Linked DNA regions of Capsicum annuum: region 2 is linked to region 1. A link is a contact called in public Hi-C data. All regions are on one chromosome and are shown on one strand. Each heading gives the region's core, a stretch centred on a gene start, on an enhancer-like site or on the middle of the called end of the contact. The rest is flanking DNA. Distances are from core to core; before and after follow the strand shown.

Region 1 (4,154 bases), core at 1,092-3,591:
CTTTTCTTCATTTAAAATTATTTTTAATTGTATATATCTAAGTGGAGTTGGAGATTATTACGTGGATTCTGAACTTATCTTTATTACTACTATAAATATATGGTTGTTTGAGGAAGTGATTTACGTTTAGTGCTTTATAAAGATCTTGAACAAGCTATGTTGTCTTAATCTTTAAATACATTTCAAAAAGAGTTTAATGTGAGCCTAAAATGATCTTTTATGCAAAGCCTTCTAGTGAATATGATTATTACAAGAGGATGACATGTTTGACTTGCAAGCTTTGATATGGTGATACCAATTTAATAAATGCCCTAAGAGTATGAAATGTCTGTAAAGAATGATTTTTACGATTTAAAAAGGCTAAAAGACAGACTTAAAGAGAATTAGATGGTTAATCGAGAAGGTATGAGTCTGAAAGACTCATTATCCAAAGTCATGTTTTGCTAACACAGGAATGAATTTATCGTGAAATATGGATAGCCACTATATGCTTGATTCGCTCAGTAGTATGCGGTATATGATATGATATATGCCTCAGTTTATGTGTCAAATATGGATTGAAGGCTTTATTGATCGAGTAATGGTCGGACACACATAGCCCATAGTGTAAAGAGATGCTGGTGATACCATTTATCTTAGAACTATTGAAAGAAACTGTGTTTATCTTTCAGCTTCACTCAAAGTCTCTATTTACATCCTTTATAACTTGACTTCTATTCTCATGATTATTTTGTATAGAGCTATTTTATTATTTTTCAGTTTTGCATATCAATACATTCCACGTATTGATCGTCTTCGGGCGTTACCTTATTTTATAATATAGGTTCGGAGACATATTCCCATGGTTCTGTACAATGTTAGGATCATTAGGACAACTTTAAAGTTGGTGAGTCCTCCATTCTTCGGAAGATTGCTTGTATTCAGAGTTTCGGTATTTTTCTTCATGGCGTTGTCAGGACCTTGTCCAGTTTGGACAATTTATTATGTTTAAAGGTTTCTTAGACAAAGGTCGATGTTGAATAGAAATTTCAGTATCTCATATTGTGTTTTCTTTGAGATTGTTAAGATGATTAGTGATTTGCATCCAGATTCTTATATTCTTCTTTCGTTTTATTTTGCAAATTATATTATGATGCTCATGATGAATGTTAAGAGGTCTTTTCAAAACTTCAGTGGTGTCGAATGTCTGCAACGTTTAGAGCCTAGTCTTCAATTGTGACATTTAATTTGCACACGACACACCCAATAAGATCAATGGGAACAAAAATTTAACACTATAGCTTAATAATAATCAAATAAGCACTTATTTTGAGAAAAAAATACTTTTTTTTTAAAAAAGAAGGGTATTTGTTAAACTTGCAAAAGTGATTTTAAAAATAAGAAGAAACATTTTTTTTGCTTCTGGGAAGAAGCAGAAAACTTCTGCTTCTCAAAATAAGCAGAAGCAAAAAATTAATTTTTTATGACAAAAATATCCCTATCACACACAAATATATATATACACACACAGAGACCTTATTAACTAACATATCTTAAAAGTTTGATTAACGTTTGATTTTTAAGAATTTATATTTCATATTTCAAAGAAGCAGATCAACCTTTTGGCATACCTTCAGAAATACAAGACAGATGTTCTACAAGTATGGAGACATTGCGTGATAAAATTAGGGAAAAAATCGTTGAGAATTTTTGTGATGTATGAAGGGCTAGTTATTTTTGTCGTTAATTTTTCATATATAGTGATTTAATTCATGAAATAACTTCTGTATTTATTTTTGTTTGATGTTTTAAGTAATATTAAAATTATTTAAGTAATATATCACCATTTAATTTTTTAATATATTTATATATATAAATATTGATTGAAAATTTTAGAGTACGTACTATTTAATTAAATTAAAAAATTTAATTAAAATATTATAATAGATATTTAAAGTAATTTTTCTCTATAAATTAATTTTAGTAATAAAAGTCAATTGATAGATGTTCTTTTTGGTCATTTGTCTCAAAAAAATACTTCTTGAAAAAGATTATTCAAATACAATTTGATTATTAAAAGTACTTTTCAAATGAAATTACCAAATACAATTTTTTTTTTTCTAAAAGTACTTTTTTAAAAAATCATTTTATAAAAACCTCTCAAATAAGCCGTTTTGTAATAACAAATGCAAAGGAGCTCTAAATTCCAATCCTAGCCAATGAGTGAGAAAAGAATATAGAACAGTAAACGGTTTGAAAGAATTTAATGTATTAACAAAGAAAAAAGAAAACATTTAAATAATACCAACCAAACCAAAAACCAGACCAAAAAAAACCAGTTAAATAACCAAGAATTTTTTTTCACACAAGTTCAAAAAGGGTGTCATTTTCTTACACAAAACCTTAAGAAAGAAAAAGTGGATAGTGATAGAAAGCAAAGTGAGAGAAATATATATATATACCACTAGCAGTATTGTATTGTGGATATCTATTTGGTTGAGTTGCATGTTATACAAAATACTACAAAGTGTATTTAATTGAATTATTTTAATGTTAGTTTTAGAAGTGAAAAATGAAATTGAAAGCAAAAGCCATGCCAGATAAAATGGGAAAGAGAGATAAAATATTGTTGTTGTTGAAGAAGCAGATTATGCTTATAATGTTTATGGAGATTAGAGCCACTATACTCTTCCTTTTTCTCCTTTTCATTTTTGTTCTCTTTGTTCTTTAAATCATTTAACAATCAACTTTTTTTTTTTTGTGTGTGTGTTTGCTTGATCTGGATTCTTTTGTTTGACACTTTTCTTGAAGTGTTTTTTTTTTTTTTGGTTAGTTTTAACTGTTTTGTGTGAGTGCCAAGTTCTTGATTTTGTGTTTCTTGAAGTGGGGTTATTTTTTTCTTGGAGTTTTTAGTTAGTGTTAACTGTTTTTATTTGAGTGCCAAGTTCTTGATTTTGTGTTGCTTGAAGGCGTTCTTTGTTTTTTGGTAAGTTTTAACTGTTTTATTTGAGTATCTAGTTCTTGATTTTGTGTTTTTTTTGAAGTGGGCTTTTTTTCTTCTTCGAGTTTTTGGTAAGTTTAACTGTTTTATTCGGGTACCAAGTTTTGAATTTTGTGTTTTTTTTCCAATGAAAAATTGGATATTGGGAACTATTGTTGAAGATTCTGGGATTGGTTGAGCTTTGTGTCTTTAGTTTGGTCAAAAGCACTTTAATTTTACTCCTTATTTGTTCAAGATTTTATACTTCCTAGTCCATGCCATTGGTGTACGTACCAAAAGACTTGGTTTGACTAAATTACTGTCATCTGTTTTCCCCCTCCCCAGTATTTAGTGATTTTTTGGGGGAAAAAAAAATAAAATTACCAACTGTAAATTGCAGAAAGGAAAAAGAAGAATCCACCATTTTTGTTGTGGGTTTTAATAGTTTCCATTGTGTTTAGATATAGACAGATTAGGAGAAAAAGTCATAAACTTTAATCAGTTTGAGGTAGAATTGGTTATCATGCTTGGTGGGGTTGTTTGTTGCCAGTCTATGGGAGTATCTAAAAGTTCAATTCTTGATTTGATTGCGAAAGTTAAATCTTGGATTTCGTGGGGAACGAGTGGTCCAACTTCCTTGGATTGCAGATTAAACATGGATGTTGACAGTAGCAAAACTTGTTGGGAATGCAAGATGAAGTTTACTGATTCTTGCAACAAGTACAATTGCCAAGTTTGCAATGGTGTTTTCTGCAGTGATTGTTGTATGCACAGTTATGGATCTTTGGATGTTGTTACATCTGGATCAGAAGGGACAATTGTTGATATAAAGTCTTGCAGGTTTTGTTCTGAGTTAAGGACTTGGAATAAAGGTGTTGGGAAGTATAGAGAAAAATTTTATCCTTCTGAGTTTCATGGAGGAAGCTTAGAATCAACATCACCAAATTTCAGTAGTGATAGATTTGATGGTTATTCTTCACATACACCAGTTAAGAGTAGTTTTACAACCTTTTCAAGTCATCCATCTCTGATATCTCTACGTCACTTACCAAGCAGGTACTGGAACAAGGTTATCATATTGTAGAATTTTCTTTCTTTTTTTGGTTATCAACTTTGTTATCTAGGTGATGTGCATTTCAAATGTGTTAATATATTGAATGGACGAACATATATCCTTATTATGTTTTCTCAAGAT
Region 2 (4,570 bases), core at 160-2,659, 400 kb before region 1:
CGTCCCACTGGAATTTGGCTTGTTAGTAAGAGATTTTTGAAGGAAAATTTCATTGAAACATTATCGAAGAACCTAATTTTTACGTATTCAGCTGAAAATCAGTTAATTTTTTGCTTTATGTTTTGCTATTTATGCTGTCCAAAATAAGATAAATATTTTGTCGATTTTATAGACTTTGGGTTTCGATTTGAATTTGTACAGACAAATAGGTCAAATAATAAAAATGTGATTATTCTTATAAATACTATCGAAAACAACTTTTCTACTTCTCCGGAGGTAGTGTATGGACTGCATACATTTTACGCTCCTCGGACCCCACTATGTGGGAATATATTGGGTTTGTTGTCGTTGCTGTTGTTATTACTATAAATTGTGTAAACAAGAGTTAAATTCAACTTATCAGTCAGCGTGAAAGTACAAAATAGTTGCAAACATTCAATGGATATTTCCAATTATATTGTTAAGAAATTATAACATCATGTCAAGCATCATTATTATGATTTACGAGGAGAGGTTAACTATAAATTTGAAGGAAGAAGGAATCTTCAATTATGTTCTACACAAGTTAAAAACTCTTAAACAAAGATTACCCAAACAAAGGAGTTAAACAAAGACTAAGTCAAGAGGAAAAAACTTATAGAAAATAGAATAACGGACAAAAAGTAACAAAATACTGCTGACGTCTGGACTTGAATTCTGGTATGCTACGTGAAATTTCAACGTGTTTGCCACTGACACTACTTCCTCAACTGCTGCACCGGGTGACACTTAAATAATATACCCGTTTTATTCAATATATATATATATATACACATACAGTTATCCAATCGAAGTTTGCGGGTGCCATGCCACCCGTGAACCGCTGTAGATCCGCCTCTGTATATCAGTTTGCTAATTAAAGTTTTTACCTCGTAGTTGTACGTATTAAGTCGCATATGTGCTGGTTAGAGGATCTAAATGTTACCTTATTTAATTGGTATGCCAAGTATTCTTATTCGTTCCATTGTATTCTGGAATTTTATTTGATATCCAAATTAATTGGATTAGGTGATAACTCCAAATTTGAACTTACCCGATAGTCCGTTTAAGTTTGATTTTAGAAATTAACTTATTGAATATCATTGGTTGATTAATTGAAACGGTACTCGTTCATTTCTTTTATTATGCATGAATCTCCTCCCCGAGTCCATCGGACTCTTATCTATCACATTTCATTGGGTTAAGCCCAACCTCCACTAGTCAAAGCCTCAACCGAATTCACAAATCGATTTATATATGCACAAACAAGCTGGCATACAATTGTATACAGCGGATATACATTAGGAGGCAGCAGCTGCACGTTGTACCATGGTCTATGATGAAAAATAGAGTCAAAATATGCAGCTTACCGCACTGATATACATCGTATATGCAGCAGTATACACAAAAATGCAGGGAATAAGCTGCTGATATACAGCAGATATAGATATACAGGGGCAAAAAAAGGGCTAAAGTCCATGGAATTTGTCCAAAATTGGACAGATTTTTAATGGGCCAAAAAGGGGCCAATTCTCACTCTTCTCTCTTTAATTATACATTTAACTTATTGTTGCTATTGTTGTTGTTGTTCGACTTTTATTTTGTTGAAATAATAATTAATCGTGTTTAGGTTAAAAAGAATTTTCTCAAGCATGAAAAGAATTAGGTTTTATTAAATCGAAAAGTTTAGACTCTCCCATAATCGATTAAATATTTCTTACTTAATAATTTCTCTTAAAATCTATTATTTTAAGATTTTAAATTAACATTGACCATGAAAAAAATTAGATTTTCCTTAAAAGCAATAATCTCCCTTAAAATGAAATAAATTATTATTTTCATTGAAATTATATTCTTAAAAATAAAATTTTGTTTCAAATTCTCTTGATCTTAAAAACTTGACGAAATAAAATGATTTTTAAAATCGCTTGATTCAAGTTTGATATTTTATATGAAAATTGACATTGTTACAAAGTTAGCCTTTTGAGTTAGTCGAAATATTTTGGTTAATCTTTTTAAGACGGACGTTCTTAAGTGCCTTAAAACCTTTCTTAGGACGTTAATTGAATCATTGCCAATTTTATCTAATTTTAAAAGGTTTATTTCTATTTTTGAACCATTAGAATTCATTTAAGTTTTCTTGATTTTTTCTATAAAAATTAAGTGGCGACTCTGTAATTTTTCTTAAATTATTTTGACATTTTTCTAAGTTTTGAAATAATTTGAGAAGTTGAAAATCAATTTCTTACAAATAATTTGTCTTTCCTTTGATAAATCTGAAAAGGAATAAAACAACGAGTATGTTGTTAAAGGAGATTAAAATGGTTCTGGATAGTATGATGCAGACTTGACATTTTCAAAAAATATAGATGATGATCCCCTATTCTTGCCTTATCGTGAAAAGCAAATTGATGTTGATAAATATGACCTAACTGCTTAACATTGTAAAATAGAAAGTTTTCTTGCAAAAATTTCAGTAAGGTCTAGTTTGTCGTTACTTATGGAGTTAAAGAGAAGTTTATTTGATAAAATTTTAAAGAAAAGGTTTAAGAAATTCTGTTTTGGTAAGAAAATTTCAATAAATTTAGTGGTTAGATGGTACATTACTTTCTACTCCATTGTGTTACAGAAGTAAAGAAGCATGACATGTGATTTTTAGTTAATGACAAGCTAGTGTGTTTTGGCTTGAAAGAGTTTACATTGATAACAGATTTAAGTTGTTGATCCCAGTTCCCTAAAGAAAAATTGAAAAGAATCTACGCAAAAAGTGAAGCCTTTTGCAGAAATATTAGTCATGAAAAGAAGGTAACGAGAGATAGGTTGATGTCGCTTGTTAGATAGATTAGGTTGAATGAGGAAGACAAGTTTGAAATGTCATACCATTTTGCTTGCTAGGGACGGGTCCAAGATAGACACAAATTTTGTTAAAATAGCAGATTCATTGAATTTCTTCGAGAAGTATCAATGAAGGAAGATAATCTTTGAACTGACTTTAAATTGCCTCAAGAACAGGATCGATATGCTCAAGCAGCACACTACATCTAAAGAGAAGAGGAATATATTCTATGCGCTGTATGACTTTCCTTGGACGTTTATGGTAATTAGTATAAATCAATAGCTTAGTAGAATATAAGATTTTATTCTATTTATTTGCTCCTCTTTTAATTTATTTGTGTGATTGCAGGTCTGAATATATGAAGCTTTTCCTTCAATTAGAGGAAATAGAGGCAAATCAGAAAGCTTCTCGATCTATCCCAAGGATCCTAAGATGACACATTATCAAAATCAATCGATTTATCAAAGGTGATCCTTTCAACAAGTTGGGAGCTTAAGAGGTATGAAATTTGACTAGTGATTAATTATTTTTTTCAAATGTTTAAATTGCACGCTAATATTTTAGATATTTATAGATTTTGCATCCATACATTGTTCCTACAATTCGTGAGATGAATGAGGACTACATGAAATTCTTTGTGCCTTATTCATATAAGACGAATAATTCTATCATAAACGCCTTAAAGCCTGAATTGAAGGAGTTATTGTCCTTATTTCATCTCCTAGGAGGTTATAAAAGGAGCATGTTATGGAAAGTATAGAGAATGCAGGTGCAAGAGTTATGGGAAAAAGAAAGCCAAGCAGAAAAGTTCAATTAAGTAGGGAATATGTTGGTGATCAGAAATTAATTAGGAGTCAATATGCTAAGGACCCATCAGTAGGGGGTTGCTTCTCTGTGTGCTCAAGATTGAAAATGTATTGAAAGGCTTTCTCGATAATATGGATCAAAAGAAAAAAGAAAGATGGAGATGGAAAAGAAGAAAAAGACTCTCAAGGACCACGGTGATCACTATCCATTTCTTATTATTACATCTTATTTTCTAATGTATCAATAGTTTTGATATTTATGTCCAAAATATACAGTGATCAAAATTGTTGGAGTTGATTTTGTAATTGATGAAAAAACTGCAGGAGCAAATGTGAATGATGCTGATGAGTCCCTCAGAGTTCTCTAATTTAGAAAAGTGCTCAATCTAGGGAGATAAAAGAAGATGCTCCCAAATAAGATGTTCAAGTTAAAGAGGATCCAAAACTAGCTGACTTGGATGCCATTACTCTGATTGAGGAGGAAAATAAGGAATTCACTGAGCAAGCTGATCATATTGATACAACAAATCATGAAAAAGTTCCTAATTCAGTTGTTAAAAATGCAGCAAATGTTTTGAGCAAGATGTTCTTAAAAACATGTTCAAGAGAAGAGATTGATGTGTTGTTCATTGTTGTAGATCTTAATGTTGAAAGTTGTGTGATTCTTAGAATCAATTTCTAATTTCGTATTTGATGGTTGCCAACTTTTAAGACAATCTTATTTCATGACAATTTTTTTAAAATTTTGGGTTTGATGATAATCATGATGGATCAAAGCAATAGACAATATTCCTTATTGGTTTTACTATAATGATGGTTTCTTCGGATGGTAGTTAACAGACAATATTTAATTTTGATTTTTATTGATGAATTCTTTTATAAAGTCTTTTAGATCAGAATGATGAAGCAT

Evidence for each region. A called contact is a pair of places that touch in the nucleus more often than the background predicts.
Region 2: a Hi-C map of placenta shows a contact between it and region 1, with 2.6 times the contacts expected there. The contact joins the enhancer-like site here to the promoter of LOC107870646 in region 1. A contact is called at or near these places in 2 of 5 Hi-C or Micro-C datasets (leaf and placenta).

Annotation. Positions count from the first base shown.
Region 1 is chr5:33,434,654-33,438,807 of UCD10Xv1.1, reverse strand. LOC107870646 (putative 1-phosphatidylinositol-3-phosphate 5-kinase FAB1C) reads left to right here and starts at 2,341. Exons shown (of 11, transcript XM_016717237.2): 1 at 2,341-4,015. The coding sequence starts at 3,483.
Region 2 is chr5:33,830,825-33,835,394 of UCD10Xv1.1, reverse strand. LOC107870673 (a long non-coding RNA gene) reads left to right here. Exons shown (of 5, transcript XR_001674258.2): 2 at 3,031-3,115; 3 at 3,203-3,353; 4 at 3,580-3,855; 5 at 3,985-4,556. Among protein-coding and RNA genes, the nearest start is that of LOC107870673, 4.6 kb to the left of the region's middle. Within about 2 kb of position 1,409, at least 1 of the 5 cell types and tissues checked has an H3K27ac peak or open chromatin away from gene starts, as enhancers often do.